4 separate regions of the Pan troglodytes genome follow, and all the other regions are linked to region 3. The links are chromatin contacts, called in public HiChIP or PLAC-seq maps. All regions are on one chromosome and are shown on one strand. The core of a region is the stretch at or near the end of the contact, and the rest is flanking DNA. Distances in the headings are between cores, read along the strand shown.

Region 1 (3,279 bases), core at 73-2,572, 760 kb after region 3:
TGGAGACTCCAAACAGGTAGAAGGATGAGACGAAGATGAGTGATGAAAAATTACTTAATGGATACAATGTACATTATTCAGGCGATGGATACATTAAAAGCCCAGACTTCACCACTGTGCAAATATATCCATATAACAAAACTGCACTTGACTCCTTAAATTTATGCAAACAAACAAACAAAAAAAACCCGAGACCGACCTACTCAATCTGATCCTCAGACCATTCTCTGGCCCAGTCCAAGCCCTCCATCCGTCTGGTATCGCTAACCCAATCCCCTTCCTCAGACTCCACACCTTTATGTCCACCTGTCTGTGTGACATATCCATCTTGAGACATTTGAGAATCACCATGTCCAAAATCCAACCTGTGATCTTCTCCCGGAAATCTGCTCTTTATGCTGACTTCCCCAACTCCATTCTTTCAAATATTCAAACAGAAAACAAAAAACAAAACAAATACTTGAAACGGTTCTTCACTGCCTTTGTTCAGACATAACTGAAGCACCAGGAAAACCTACGGGCCCTATCTTTCAGGCCTATGAAGAATCTCATCACATCTCCCTCTACTGTCACTGGTCCAGCCCCAACCATAATTCTCCTGGGTCTACTGCAGTGGCCTCAGGGCCTTTTCGCGTCTCCCTGTGTCCATTCCTAACCTGGTTTTCCTAACTTGAAACTTCGAACTCTGGACCTGCCCCCTCCAACTGTCCCTCCCTTGACAACCTTCCATGGTTACTGGCTGCTCAGGTTGCCATTCCAAGCGAGAATTCACAAAACCCTCTCTTTCCCGCAGAAACAACACACACCCCTGACGCCCCAACATAGCCCACTCGGCAGCGCCTCCATGCCCTGAACCTGAGGTCCCTAACGGGAGCTCTGAGGCTGCATCAAATCGGCTGATACGGGGACCCCACACAGGAACGCCCCTCTCTTCGGGACAAGGGGCCTGACCTGCAGGGCCCCTTCAGGGGGCTTCAGCACTGGGAGGACCGGTCGGGCGGGGGAGCCTGGGACGGGACACCCACCTCAGTCAGGTTCATCAGCAAGGCCTCCGCCAGCCCAGCCAGGGAAGAGCGGGGCGGGGGCGACAAAGGCAAGACAAGGACGCCACTGTCCCCAGCGCTTGTCAGTTGACTCACTCCCGCCTCTCCGTGGTGGGAACCAAGCCGCTTCTCGCGCTTTTCCGTTCCGTCACTTCGGTGACGTCAGACAGAGCCATAGGCCGAAGTTGGTGAAACACCAGACAGAACCAAAACGACCACCACCAGGAGGACGGCGGAAGTCCCGCCCTCCGACGGTGCGCACGCACGCACGCAAACGTCCCCTTCTAAGCCTTTATTGGGTAAGTCGTGCCGCCGAGAGCTGCAGTGTCTTCTGGGTTATGAAGTTTCGACACCGCTTCCGGACTTGTCTTAGAGCGTTGATCGGTCCTTATATGGCAGATAAAGGCCCAGTGGCACTGTCAGGGGAGCTGGGAAACGGAGTCCCCGACTCCAAAGACAGGAGGGGGCTTGGCTTGCTCTTAAAGGCAACATACGGTATTTTTTTTGGATTGTAGTGTAGGATATTTACAGAAATGTTAGCAACTTATTACTTAAGACTCTATTAAGCACAGCTAATTCCCAATAACTACACGTCCAAAGAGACACCCCATACCATAAAGGCAGTCTGCCTCTACTCATGCCTGCCAGCCATATTATTGCTTTTCAAATACACATACAGTTACGCTTTGGCGTCTGTTTAGTAAGCTTCAATATGTTTGGTCCAGAAGAAGAAAGAAAGACTACGCAGTTAGGGCTATGGACTGGAATTTGTAGGAAGGATGACAGAAGACACTGAAGTAGGTTGAAAGGGTGAAGCTATGCCTCTGGATCAAAGAGAATACATCTTACCTGACTGTAGAGTCAGCGATTGTGTTCCTACGAAGGGTGCAACGCTTTTATTCTAATAATACTTACTACTTCATATCTATTTTCCATTTATTTTAAGAATCACAATCCTATCTGAAAATGAGAGTGACGACCAAAATGAATGATTGAGGCATAAGTCACAAATCATGGAGGATTACTGGACCAGCCTAAGGGCACATCCAGAAAAATGTAAGTCACAGAAGCATCTGTGGCTGGTTTTTCCAAAGAGGTTCTTAGGAGGTTTAGTATTTATTATACATTTTCCTTAAAAAGGAAGAGGGGTTGGCAGTGAGACAAATGATTACAGACATGTGAAACTTTAGTTAGTGCCCAGTAAATCTACATTTTACATAAGATAGAGTAAACACATGAGGGGAAAAGGGAATAGAGAAAAAAGATGTCTCAGAGAAAGATGAAGGAATGAATAATCTCATCTCTCTGTTCTGTACCTTGGAAGATAAGCTAGTAGTCTTCTTAAAAGGTTGATTTCTATTTAGCCCTTAGGGAAGAAAACCTAATGATTGTAGTGTGGTAGGGGATATAATGAGGTGTGTCTGATTTCCCGTTCCTCTATAGTGGTGAATTCAGCTTCCAAAGTTATTCTAGGGTTCTCATGGTCAAGAGGGCATCCATTCAGTCAGTTAGGGGGTGCTTAGAATTTTATTTTTATTTCTCAAGAGCAGCTGATACATGCTATTTCTGAACAACATTGTCTACCGTTTTCATAGTTGAAGCATATCACATCTTATCCTCAAAAAAGGTGTGGAATTCCATGATGCTATCTTCTTCCTCAGAAGTGATTTAAAATTTCACCTGTGTTTACAACTGTATTTGCACAGGGAGTCGAAATGTGAAAAACACTTGTGAAATAAAAAAATTACCGAAATCTATTAGTAATTATGTAGGTTATTCCAAAAGAAAAAAAAAAACAGAAGCCCTAGAGAAATCGATCTGTGATGTGAGAAAAAGATAAGATCTCAATGTTTGAGTGAGAGACAGCAAATTCTGAGAAGTCAGAGAATGAAGTTGAACCTGTGGCTCTGCTGGACACTTGGACACACTATGCTTTTGTTTCCAAAATGTAATTTTTTTACACACTTGAAAACATTGCTCATTAACTCCTTAGAGGGGTAAGTACAGATGATAAACTGAAAGACTTGCCACAGATAAAAATGAATAGAGAAGCTGTGTGATGATGTGTATTTACTTCTCTAGTAAATGTTCAATGAGCACATATGTATTGGGTTTCAGATCAATGATAGGTGCATGGGACACACTGGGAATAGGTTTCCCAGCTGCTATGTGTATACAGGACTGTTCTGTGTTTTCTTAGATTCTGTATTTGTCTGTTTGATATTCATTAATCACA
Region 2 (3,217 bases), core at 610-3,109, 740 kb after region 3:
ATTCGGCCGGGCGCGGTGGCTCATGCCTGTAATCCCAGTACTTTGGGAGGCTGAGGCGGGCAGATCATGAGGTCAGGAGATAGAGACCATACTAGCTAACACGGTCTCTGTCTCTACTAAAAATACAAACAATTAGCCGGGCGTGGTGGCGGGCACTTGTAGTCCCAGCTACTCGGGAGGCTGAGGCAGGAGAATTGCTTGAACCCGGGAGGCGGAGCTTGCAGTGAGCCGAGATCGCGCCACTGCACTCCAACCTGGGCGATGGAGCGAGACTCTGTCTCAAAAAAAAAAATGTTTTACACATTCATAAATAAATAAGTTGCAGGGAGGGGATAAGCAAGCAGGTCAGTTACTGGTCCCATCAGCAACCAGGCCTGCCTGCTACAAATTCAGTTGCTGGAAGCTTGCTGGAGGCCCTTGACTAGATGTGAGAAAGCCCTACCCCCGTCTGGAACCAATGTCCCCACTAGTCTGGATGACCTTCCTATTGTTCCACAGAGTGGGCCTGGGGGGCTGCTGGGTCTGCAGGTGCAGAAATCTAAACCACCTCACACCTCAGTCTCCAGCCTAGGCCAGTTCCTTAATCCATTCAGAACTCCGTTTTTGCAGATATGAGCCAGAATCCCTCCTATGACAGGTCTGCGCCTTTCTGAAGGTAGCGTCAGGCTTATGGACCCACCCATGATCTGCCCTCCAAATCTCAGCCCTCCAAAATGCAACTCATAATCCTCTCTGAAACCTGCTCCCTAAGCTGACTTCTCCAACTCCATTCTTTCAGATTTTCAGGCCAAAACAAAATCCATGGAATAGACCCTTCACTACCCTCACTGCTACATTTGATGCAGCAGGAAATCCTGTCGACTCTATCTCTGAGATCCATCCAGAATCTCATCACACTTCCCCTCTACTGCAACCCCTCTGGCCCATCCCTACCATAACTCAAGGGGTCTCCTGAGCGGTCCCCTTGTCCTGGTTTAACATCCTGTTTTTCCCAACTTTAAACGTCTACCTCTGGGCATAACCCTTCCTGCACAGCCTTCTACGGCTTTCAGCGGCTCCGCTGCCCTCCCAGGCGAGACTCCGCCTCACCCTCAGCTCCGTGGAGACAAAGACGCTCGGGCTCCCCAGCGCCGCCCGCTCTGCAGCGCCTCTAAGCCTCGCACGTGCAGGTCCCTGACAGGAGCTCCCCCGCCTCACAGCACCGCGGACACCGGTACCCCACACAAGAACGCCCCTCTCTTTGGGACACAGGGGCCTGACCTGCAGGGCCCCTCCTCGGGGCTTCGGCACTCGGAGGAGGGGTCGGGCGGGGCGCCCTGGGACGCGGCACCCACCTCAGTCAGGTTCATCGGCGCAGCCTCCGCCAGCACAGCCAGGGAAGAGCGGGGCGGGAGCGGCAGTGACCTGGACGCTGACAGAGGCACCAACGCCTGCAACCGATTCAGCCGAGCCTCACTCTAGCCTCTGTACAACGGGGAAACCTTTTCTCGCGTTTTTCCGCTTTTTCACCTCAGTCTCGACTCAGTCTGAAGGCGAACAGATCCCAACGCAGCCATATTGACAACCCCATGGGCGTTGCAGGAAGTCCCGCCCACACGCATTGCGAACCCACGTAGACGCCGCTCTGCTAGGCCTTCATTGGCTACACTCGCTGCTTGTGTCCGCCGCTGTGTCTTTTGGGTAATGTAGTTCCCGGGCCGCTGCCTGCCCCGCTTATGAACTTAAGTAACTCGCGTTCAGGATGAAAGCCAGGAGGATCCTCCTGAGGCGTTGAGAAATGCAGTTGCGGGGCTCCAAGGACGTGGAGGGGCTTCATTGGCTTTTAAACGGCAAGCATCCAGATTTTCCCGGAAGGCAGTCTAGAACAAGTCAGAGAAATGTTTCAGAGACCTGTCCTTTCAGATTCTGTAAAGCACAGCAAGTTCCCAAAGGACGAACATCCGAAGGAACATGGCCAACCATAAAGAACTGGTCTTCCACGCACAGCGGTCAGCTCTTTTGTGCTTGCCAAATACACACAGAACGAAGCTCTGGAGACTGTTTTATGATCTTCAATGTGCTCTGCTGGGCGCATTGAAAAGACCCAGACATGGCATGATGGGGAGTTTGAGGAGTAATATCTTTCCTTTTTGAATAATCAGTTATTGTCTTTCAGCCTACCCAGCAACACTTTATTCACATGATACTTATTACTTTATATCTGAGATATTTTCCACTTATTTTAAGAGACTGAAACCTAACTGAAAAGGAAAAGCGACTTATCTACCATTATCTGCCAGAATAGTGTGGCCTTCCACCAGTCAAAGCCCTTGTGCAAAGAAAGCATCTTACTCCTGAGATAAAGGTTTGGGAATGCATGATCTCATCTCATTAGTGGAAAGTGATTTATCATTTCGCCTGAAATTGTATCAACAGTGTCTGCACAGAGAGTTGAAATTGTCTCTGAATAACTCTTGTGAAATGGCTATTACTGAAACTATTAATGATGATTATGTAGATATCCAAAGAAAGTGGCAAAAATAGTTATAGAGAAACATATTTGTGATAGGAGGAAAAAAGCTAAGGTTGTCCTGGAACCTTGGACACACTCAAGTTTGGTGTCCAAAATCTGATTCTTTTTCAAACTTGAAAACATTGTGCATTAACGGCTTGAAGGGAGAGGTAAAGACTATATATTAAAAGAGTTACCAGAAAAGTAAAACTGAATAGGGAAACTGTGCTGTCGTATTTATTACTCTAACATATTTGATGAACACTCATTCGATGCCAGGTACAATACTAAGTGCACGGGACACATTAGGAATAGGGTTGCTAGCTGTCTGTGGTCCTCTAAGACATGTAAGACGTATTTAATGAATTAGTCCTCAGTCCTGTATTGACCTTGTCAGGTCACTTTAAATGTCCTGTATTCAGCTTTTTACAATAAATTACAAAACCTCAGAAGTTAGAGCTATTTTTCTACCACTATAATTGTAAATTAAATCACTTAGCAGCTATGTTAGCTGAAAATCATACCCCCACAAATAAAGATATGGACATAGTCTTGTGATCTCTCCTGCAGAATTGGTGAGGGAAAAATAAAATGGAGCACTGAGATATTCAGTAAAGGAGAAGACTGGTTTTTGGCCAAAGTCTTGAAATTTAGTTTATCAAATTACAAAAAGAAGGAAGGAAGGAGAGAGAAAGAAGGAAACGAAAGGAAAAGAAAAAACCACCC
Region 3 (3,475 bases), core at 784-3,283:
CCAAGAGCGAGCGAGGGCTGCCAGCACGCTGTCACCTCAGTGCCACTGCACTCCAGCTTGGGCAGCAGAGCAAGACTCCGTCTTAAACAAACAAACAACAGAAAACAACAGAGACATGCAAAGCTTAGAGAACATGAGTATCTGCTGGGTGAACGTGGGTGGCGGTGACATTCTCACACTGATGGTAGAAGACGTATGAAAGGAAATTTCATAATATATAACTAAAACTATTTTAAATATTTATGCCATTCTCGCTAGCATCTACGAATTGTACTTGTAGCAGTTCTTCCGAAATGTGCTTCAGTAGTTAAACAGCGGATTTGCATTGAAGGTTTACCATGCAGAGCACACAGGTATTAGCTAATGCAGTCCTCATACATCCCTGTATGTTATACTCTACTCTGATGGTTAAATGACAAAATTTTAGAGAAATGAAATCTTTTGACTCAGTTTATGTAACTAGAAAGCATATGTGCTAATAAGCAGATGCTAATTGGCTTGAATCCATTAGTCACTCATTTTTATTTTTTTATTGTGAGACAGGGTCTCACTGTGTCACCTGGGCTGAAGTGCAATCACAGCTCACTGCAGGCTTGATCTCCTGTGCTCCAGTGATTCTCCTGCCTCAGCCTCTCAAAGTGTGAGATTACAAGCATGAGCCTCCACGGCTGGCCCATAGTCACTCAATCTCCTGTTTAATTACTATCGAAATAAATGCAATAATGGATACTTGGATCAAGCACATATTGTCGAATATTAATTATCTAACCCAGGGGCTGGGTACGTGGGTGTTCACACAATTTTTTTTTTTCTTGTGAGACAGGGTCTCGCTCTGTCGTCCAGGCTGGAGTGCAGTGGTACAATCATTCCTCAACATCCCGGGGCTCAAGGGATCCTCCCGCCTCAGACTCCTGAGTAGCTGGGACTACAGGCGCGCGCCACGAAGCCCGGTTAATTTTTAAAATTTTTTTGTAGAGACGAGTTCTCACTATGTTGCCCAGACTGGTCTCAAACTCCTGAGCGCAAGCGACCCTCCCTCCCCAGCCTCCCAAAGTGCAGAAAGTACAGGCGTGAGCCACTGTGCCAGGCCCACACAATCATTTCAAATTTTCTGCATGTTTGAAAATGTTCTTAATAAAATTTGGGGGTAAGGTACATGCAATATTTATCAATTTTGCAGTTCTTACCTCTTTGGCTGAGGGAATTGCTTGCTCCTCAGAGACTCTTTCTCTTTTCTTCCTTCCTTCCTCCCTTCCTCTCTCTCTTTCTCCCTTTCTTTTGAGACTGAGTTTCGCTCTTGTTGCCCAGGCTGGAGTGCAATGGCACGATCTAGGCTCACCGCAACCTCCGCCTCCCGGGTTCAAGCGATTCTCTTGCCTCAGCCTTCCTGAGTAGCTGGGATTACAGGTGCCCGCCACCACACCCGGCTAATTTTTTGTATTTTTAGTAGACGGGGTTTCACCATGTTGGCCAGGCTAGCCTTGAACTCCTGACCTCAGGGGATCCGCCCACCTCGGCCTCCCAAAGCGCTAGGATTACAGGCGTGAGCCACTGCGCTCGGCCCTCCTCAGGGAGTTTCAAAACTAACTGTCACAAAGCCACTGGTTTTCTCTGTATTAATGAAAAACCTGGCAAGAACGCCCAGGATCCGAAAGTGAGCTTCAGTCTCAAGATAGCGACCGCCCTCCGGGCCAGCGTCGGGGCACTGAGGGGCCTCTGGAAAGTGAATCACAGGGAGCACCGCGGGGTTTCAGGATTTTGGCTGTCCGCTGCCCAAGGCTTGGCATCACGGGCGTCTTTCCCTCTCACGTTGGGGTCCCTTCAAGGTCGGCGCCAGGTATCCTCCCAGAAAACCTGCACACCGCAACGCCCAGGACCCCCACAGCCTCCCTGCTGCCGCTGGGGGGCGCCATCGTCGCGGCTAACGCAACCCGAGGGAGGAAGCGGTGGAGCGCCGCGCCGCGGGGTTTTCTGGGAGATGTAGGCGGTGGAAGCACACTCATGCGCAGCAACGGCGCCGCAGTGGGCGCTCATGCGCAGTGGAGGGTCCGGCGTCCGCCTTGGCGGGTGGGCGTGATGACCCGCACTCCCCAAGCCACTGCGGGATACAACGGGGCCAAGGGCTCTCAGGGGTGGCCGCGACCGGGGCGGCCCGGGACACGGCTGCGGGTTCCAGCCAACAGGCCCGGAGTCGCGGCCTCGGCTCCGCCGTGGGTGCACGGGCTAGGGCTGCGGGGACTCCTGTGGGCTCCGCGTCTGCGGCTGGCAGGAATGGGGATCGTCCCCAGATCCCGCCTTCTGGGCAGGGCCTCCGCTGCCTGCGATCCTGCCCACAGTCCAAGGATCCTCCTCGCCTCTCGCGGACTGCGGTGTCAGCCGCCCGAGCCGTTCCCCGGAGACCTGGCCAGGTGACGGCCCCCGACCTCCGCCTGGGGCGGGGGTGGGGGTGGTCTGCGAGTCCCCCTCACCCCCAGCAGACGTTCCCGAGCTCAGGAGGAAAAAAAGGACGAGGAAGGGGCTGCTTATGAGTGTGTCGGTGTTGATTTAGTAGTTGTGGAATGTGAGCCCTGGGGAAATAAGTGGAAGAGGCATGGACCGTGTGGCTCCACTGGGGCGTTCGCGAATGCCTCCTGGAGGAGGAGACCAACCAGAAAGAAGAGGCAGCGTCCAGCAACTGGACAAAGGCCAGAGGGCCTTTCTGGCAAGAGGACTGGGGTGAGCAGAAGCTGATCCGGCTCTTTATCCCTGGGCGCAAGTGCTGTGTGGCATAGGTCAGTGAAGGCCTGAAAGGGATGTTGAGCCAGCAGCAAAAGGCCTTGAGTGCCCCATTAAATAAGCTACAGCTGTGGCTGACGCCTGTAATCCCAGCACTTTGGGTGGCCCAAGCGGGCGGATTGCGTGAGCTCAGGGGTTGTAGACCAGCCTGGCCAACATGGTGAAACCCCGTCTCTACTAAAAATACAAAAATTAGCCGCGCGTGGTGGCACGTGCCTGTAATCCCTGCTACTTGGGAGGCTGAGACAGGAGAATCGCTTGAACCGGGGATGCAGAGTTTGGAGGCTGCAGTGAGCTGAGATCACGCTACTGCACCCCAGCCTGGGCGATAGAGCAAGACTGTCTCAAAAAAAAAAAAAAAAAAATCACATATGTTGGCCAGGCAGGGTGGATCACGCCTGTAACGCCAGCACTTTGGGAGGCTGAGGATTACTTGAGCCCTGGAGTTTGAGAGCAGCCTGGGTAAAATAGTGAGACCCCATCTGTACTAAAAAAATTAGCCAGGCATGGTGGTGTACATCTGTAGTCCCAGCAACTGGGGAGGTCGAGTTGGGAGGATTGCTTGAGCCCAGGAGGTCAAGGCTGCAGTGGGCTATGATCATGCCACTGGACTACATCCTGGACAGCAAAGCAAGACCCCATTTCTAAGAGACAAAAAAAGTGCCATTTTGTAAATGACTTCTGGGATGCTTATCTTGAT
Region 4 (3,369 bases), core at 430-2,929, 870 kb after region 3:
ACGGCACTCCAGCCTGGGCGACAGAACAAGACTCCGTCTCAAAAAAAAAAAAAATTTCAGGGTTAAACGAACTGAGGGTTAAATAATACTCACCGATCAGCCCACAGCAAGGACTCAATGACAGTTAATATCATTCTTTGCAATTATTTTTCTTTGTTCCCATTACATCCTTGACAAACTCAAATCCACAAGCTTCTTTAATACCATCAGATTATCTACACAAAAATACCAGACTCTGGGCAAGGGTGTAAGGTGCCGCTTTAGCCGGAATTGCCAAAAAAGGCACCTCCAAATAGGTGACACCTGGACAGATGCCAAAAGGATGTGAAAGGGAGGCCCTGCAAAGTTACAGGGGCAGTGTTCGAAGTAAAAGGAAGTGCAAGGAGAAAGCCTGGCAAATGGAAGAAGACCGCACGGTCAGGTTGGTGGCTCTGAAGAGCAAAGGACCAGGGAAAAATGCAAACAGACAAGGTCAGGGGTGGTTGGCCAGGTGGATGGGGTACGGGCTGGCAGGCAACAGAGAAGGTTGGATTTAGGGGAAGTGTGATGAGATCCCTAGAAGGAAGCATCACTCCTTCAACCACGGTCTGAACACCTATCAGAGGCCAACACTGTTGCAGGACTGCGGATAAAGGAAATGACAAGCCACGGCCATTTCTCTTAAATAAACGATGGCGACAAAGAAAAATCCTGTGGCTGTCTTGGCTTCCAGCCTGCCCACGAGGCCTCTAGAAATAGCACAGCAGCAACAAGGCCGAAACCTCGTCCACTCACCTGCGCCGGAGCCATCCACGCCGCCGCCATCCCGGGAATGCCGCGGATCAGCCGACCACGGCCCTTCTCTGTCCTGGGCGGGGCGACCTCGGCTGACTTTCGCACTCCGAGCCTCAGTTTTCCCCCGAAAAAAATGCGCACAAGGCCCAAGGCGCAGCGTCGGGGCTGAGGAGACGGAGGGCGGCTGCGGAGGCCTAGGCCTCGGCGGGCGCCGGTGGGACACCTCGTTAGGGGAGAAGCGGGGCGTCAGGCTCCCGCCAAGACGCGAAGAAGGGGCGTAACCGCTTCACTACCCGTCCCTGCTCAGGCCGCAGAACGCGCCCACCCAGCGCTCTAGGCCCCACACTGTTTCAGGGCCAAACCGGCCCACGGAGATGACGTCACACGAAGAAGCGGAAGTCCCGCCTCCGCCGCCCTGGCCGGCAGAAAACTCTCCTGTCCTGGGTCGTCAATGGCCCAGAGTCCGCGGCCGACGCAAGGGGCAGTGCCTTCTGGGTAATGCAGTTTTTCCCTTACATCTACCGGGTGTGGGAACTCACCCAGCGCATCCGACTGCACGTAAGTGCGCACCAGAACCCCCGCGTCGTCTTAGGGCCACCGCTTTAGTATAGGCACAAGTCGGAGGGTCGAAAGGTGCCTTCTAGCTCAGGAAAATCGAGGTCAGGAGGCGGGGATATTCGCCCCGATTCAGACCCCGAACAAAGGTGCTTACCCTGCTGTGGGCTGGGCCCGCGACTTCTCGCTTGCTTTGCCTCTTTTCTGGATCTTTTCATAGAAGAAAAGGATACATGAGCAGTTAAAATAGCCACCCAAAGGAGGACGCCTGACAGTGTGCCCAGCCTGCTGGGAAAGGACAGACCGCCCTCTATTGGGCCTCCTTTGGCCGGGCCCAGCCTTCGTAGGATGCAGGGACTTCCGGGTGATGTAATAGGCTTCGCGTTCGCCACGTGTGGACTTCCCGTACCCTGAGGTGGGGAGGCCGCTAGTGGAGCAGGCTTGCAGGGAAGCCCAGTACTCCCATTTCAAGCATGATCAGTTTGAAACGTCAGTAAGACCACAAAGCATAGTGCCATATACTCAACCTATGATTCAACATTGGCAGAGGATTCGAGTGTGGATATATAAATTTGGGAGTTATTACTGTAAACTGTTACTTCAAGTCATGATATTGGGTGAGGCTATGAAAAGAATGAGCGTAGATGGATAAGTGACGGGAAAGAGGGGAACCCTGGTCCAACCCAGCATTAACTGGTTGCAGACAGGAGAGTTTATAAAGTCTTGTTAGGAATTTTAACAATCCTAGACTATGCAAAGATTATATTATGCGAAGTCTTAGGAGTCCCCATCAGGAACTTTTTTTTTTTTCTTTTCATGACTATGAAAGTGAGAGAATAAAGTCCAGCTTTCAATGGTTTGACGATATATATGGTTAAGGAAATAGAAAGGTGTGCAGAAAGTACTCTCCAAGAGATTTAATTTTGAGATTGAAAATAGTCAAGGAGTGGAGATGGAGTCAATTTCCTACACGATGCGGTACTTTTGGAGAAATATTTTTGGCTAAATTAGTGTGCAAGGAACACTGTTATTCATCATTGGCAATAGTAATTTTTGAAAATTGATAAAGACATCATTCTCTTTTTCACATATTTGTGACTCTTAAATTTTTTTTTTTTTTTGAGATGGAGTTTCACTCTTGTTGCCCAGGCTGGAGAGCAGTGGCACAGTCTCCACTCACTGCAACCTCCGCCTCCCGGGTTCAAGCGATTCTCCTGCCTCAGCCTCCTGAGTAGCTGGGATTACAGGTGTGCGCCACCATGCCTGGCTAATTTTGTATTTTTAGTAGAGACAGGGTTTTTCCATGTTGTTCAGGCTGGTCTCAAACTCCCGACCTCAGGTGATCCACCCGCCTCGGCCTCCCAAATTGCTAGGATTACAGACGTGAGCCACCCACTCTGGCCAGACTCTTATAATTAAATTTAAATGGTTTTTTCAGAGGCATATGAACCAGAGCAACTCTATCTTAAATAGGAGCTGGGTAAAATGAAGCTAAAACCTACTAGGCTGCATTCCCAGACAGTTAAGGCATTCTGAGTCACAGGATGAGATAGGAGGTCAGCACAAAATACGGATCATAAAGACCTTGCTGATAAAACAGGTTGCAGTAAAGGAGCTGGCCAAAACCACCAAAACCAAAATGGTGACAAGAGTGACCTCTGGTCGTCCTCACTGCTACACTCCCACCAGTGCCACGACAGTTTACAAATGTCATGGCAATGTCAGGGAGTTACCCTATGTGGTCTGAAAAGGGGAGGCATGAATAATCCACCCCTTGTTTAGCAAGTCACTAAGAAATAACCATAAACATGGGCACCCAGCAGCCCTTGGGGCTGCTCTGTCTATGGAGTAGCCATTCTTTATTCCTTTACTTTCTTGATAAACTTGCTTTCACTTGCACTGTGGACTCGCCCTGAATTATTTCTTGTGCGAGATCCAAGAACCCTCTCTTGGGATATGGATTGGGACCCCTTTCCTGTAACACATTCCTGGCCACTACAGAAGAGACTATACTGCAGGAACCCCTGACCCAAAGGCTAA

The links. HiChIP or PLAC-seq counts read pairs in DNA pulled down with a chosen protein or histone mark.
Region 1: a contact with region 3 is called in an H3K4me3 HiChIP or PLAC-seq map of stem cell-derived excitatory neurons, with 5 times the contacts expected there. The contact joins the promoter of ZNF548 here to the promoter of ZNF329 in region 3.
Region 2: a contact with region 3 is called in an H3K4me3 HiChIP or PLAC-seq map of stem cell-derived excitatory neurons, with 12 times the contacts expected there. The contact joins the promoter of ZNF17 here to the promoter of ZNF329 in region 3. A contact is called at or near these places in 2 of 7 Hi-C or Micro-C datasets (blood and stem cell-derived neural progenitor cells) and 1 of 1 datasets of contacts at active chromatin or transcription factors (stem cell-derived excitatory neurons).
Region 4: an H3K4me3 HiChIP or PLAC-seq map of stem cell-derived excitatory neurons shows a contact between it and region 3, with 4 times the contacts expected there. The contact joins the promoter of ZNF460 here to the promoter of ZNF329 in region 3. A contact is called at or near these places in 1 of 7 Hi-C or Micro-C datasets (stem cell-derived neural progenitor cells) and 1 of 1 datasets of contacts at active chromatin or transcription factors (stem cell-derived excitatory neurons).

The regions. Positions count from the first base shown.
Region 1 is chr20:60,328,068-60,331,346 of NHGRI_mPanTro3-v2.0_pri, reverse strand. It overlaps ZNF548 (zinc finger protein 548), which reads right to left and starts at 1,322. Exons shown (of 4, transcript XM_003316727.6): 1 at 1,026-1,322. The coding sequence starts at 1,040.
Region 2 is chr20:60,349,647-60,352,863 of NHGRI_mPanTro3-v2.0_pri, reverse strand. ZNF17 (zinc finger protein 17) reads right to left here and starts at 1,859. Exons shown (of 4, transcript XM_063802299.1): 1 at 1,335-1,859.
Region 3 is chr20:61,091,651-61,095,125 of NHGRI_mPanTro3-v2.0_pri, reverse strand. It overlaps ZNF329 (zinc finger protein 329), which reads left to right and starts at 2,033. Exons shown (of 4, transcript XR_010153990.1): 1 at 2,033-2,715. It overlaps ZNF274 (zinc finger protein 274), which reads right to left and starts at 1,247. Exons shown (of 5, transcript XM_009436586.5): 1 at 1,188-1,247.
Region 4 is chr20:60,218,274-60,221,642 of NHGRI_mPanTro3-v2.0_pri, reverse strand. ZNF460 (zinc finger protein 460) reads right to left here and starts at 1,679. Exons shown (of 3, transcript XM_003316698.7): 1 at 775-1,679. The coding sequence starts at 804.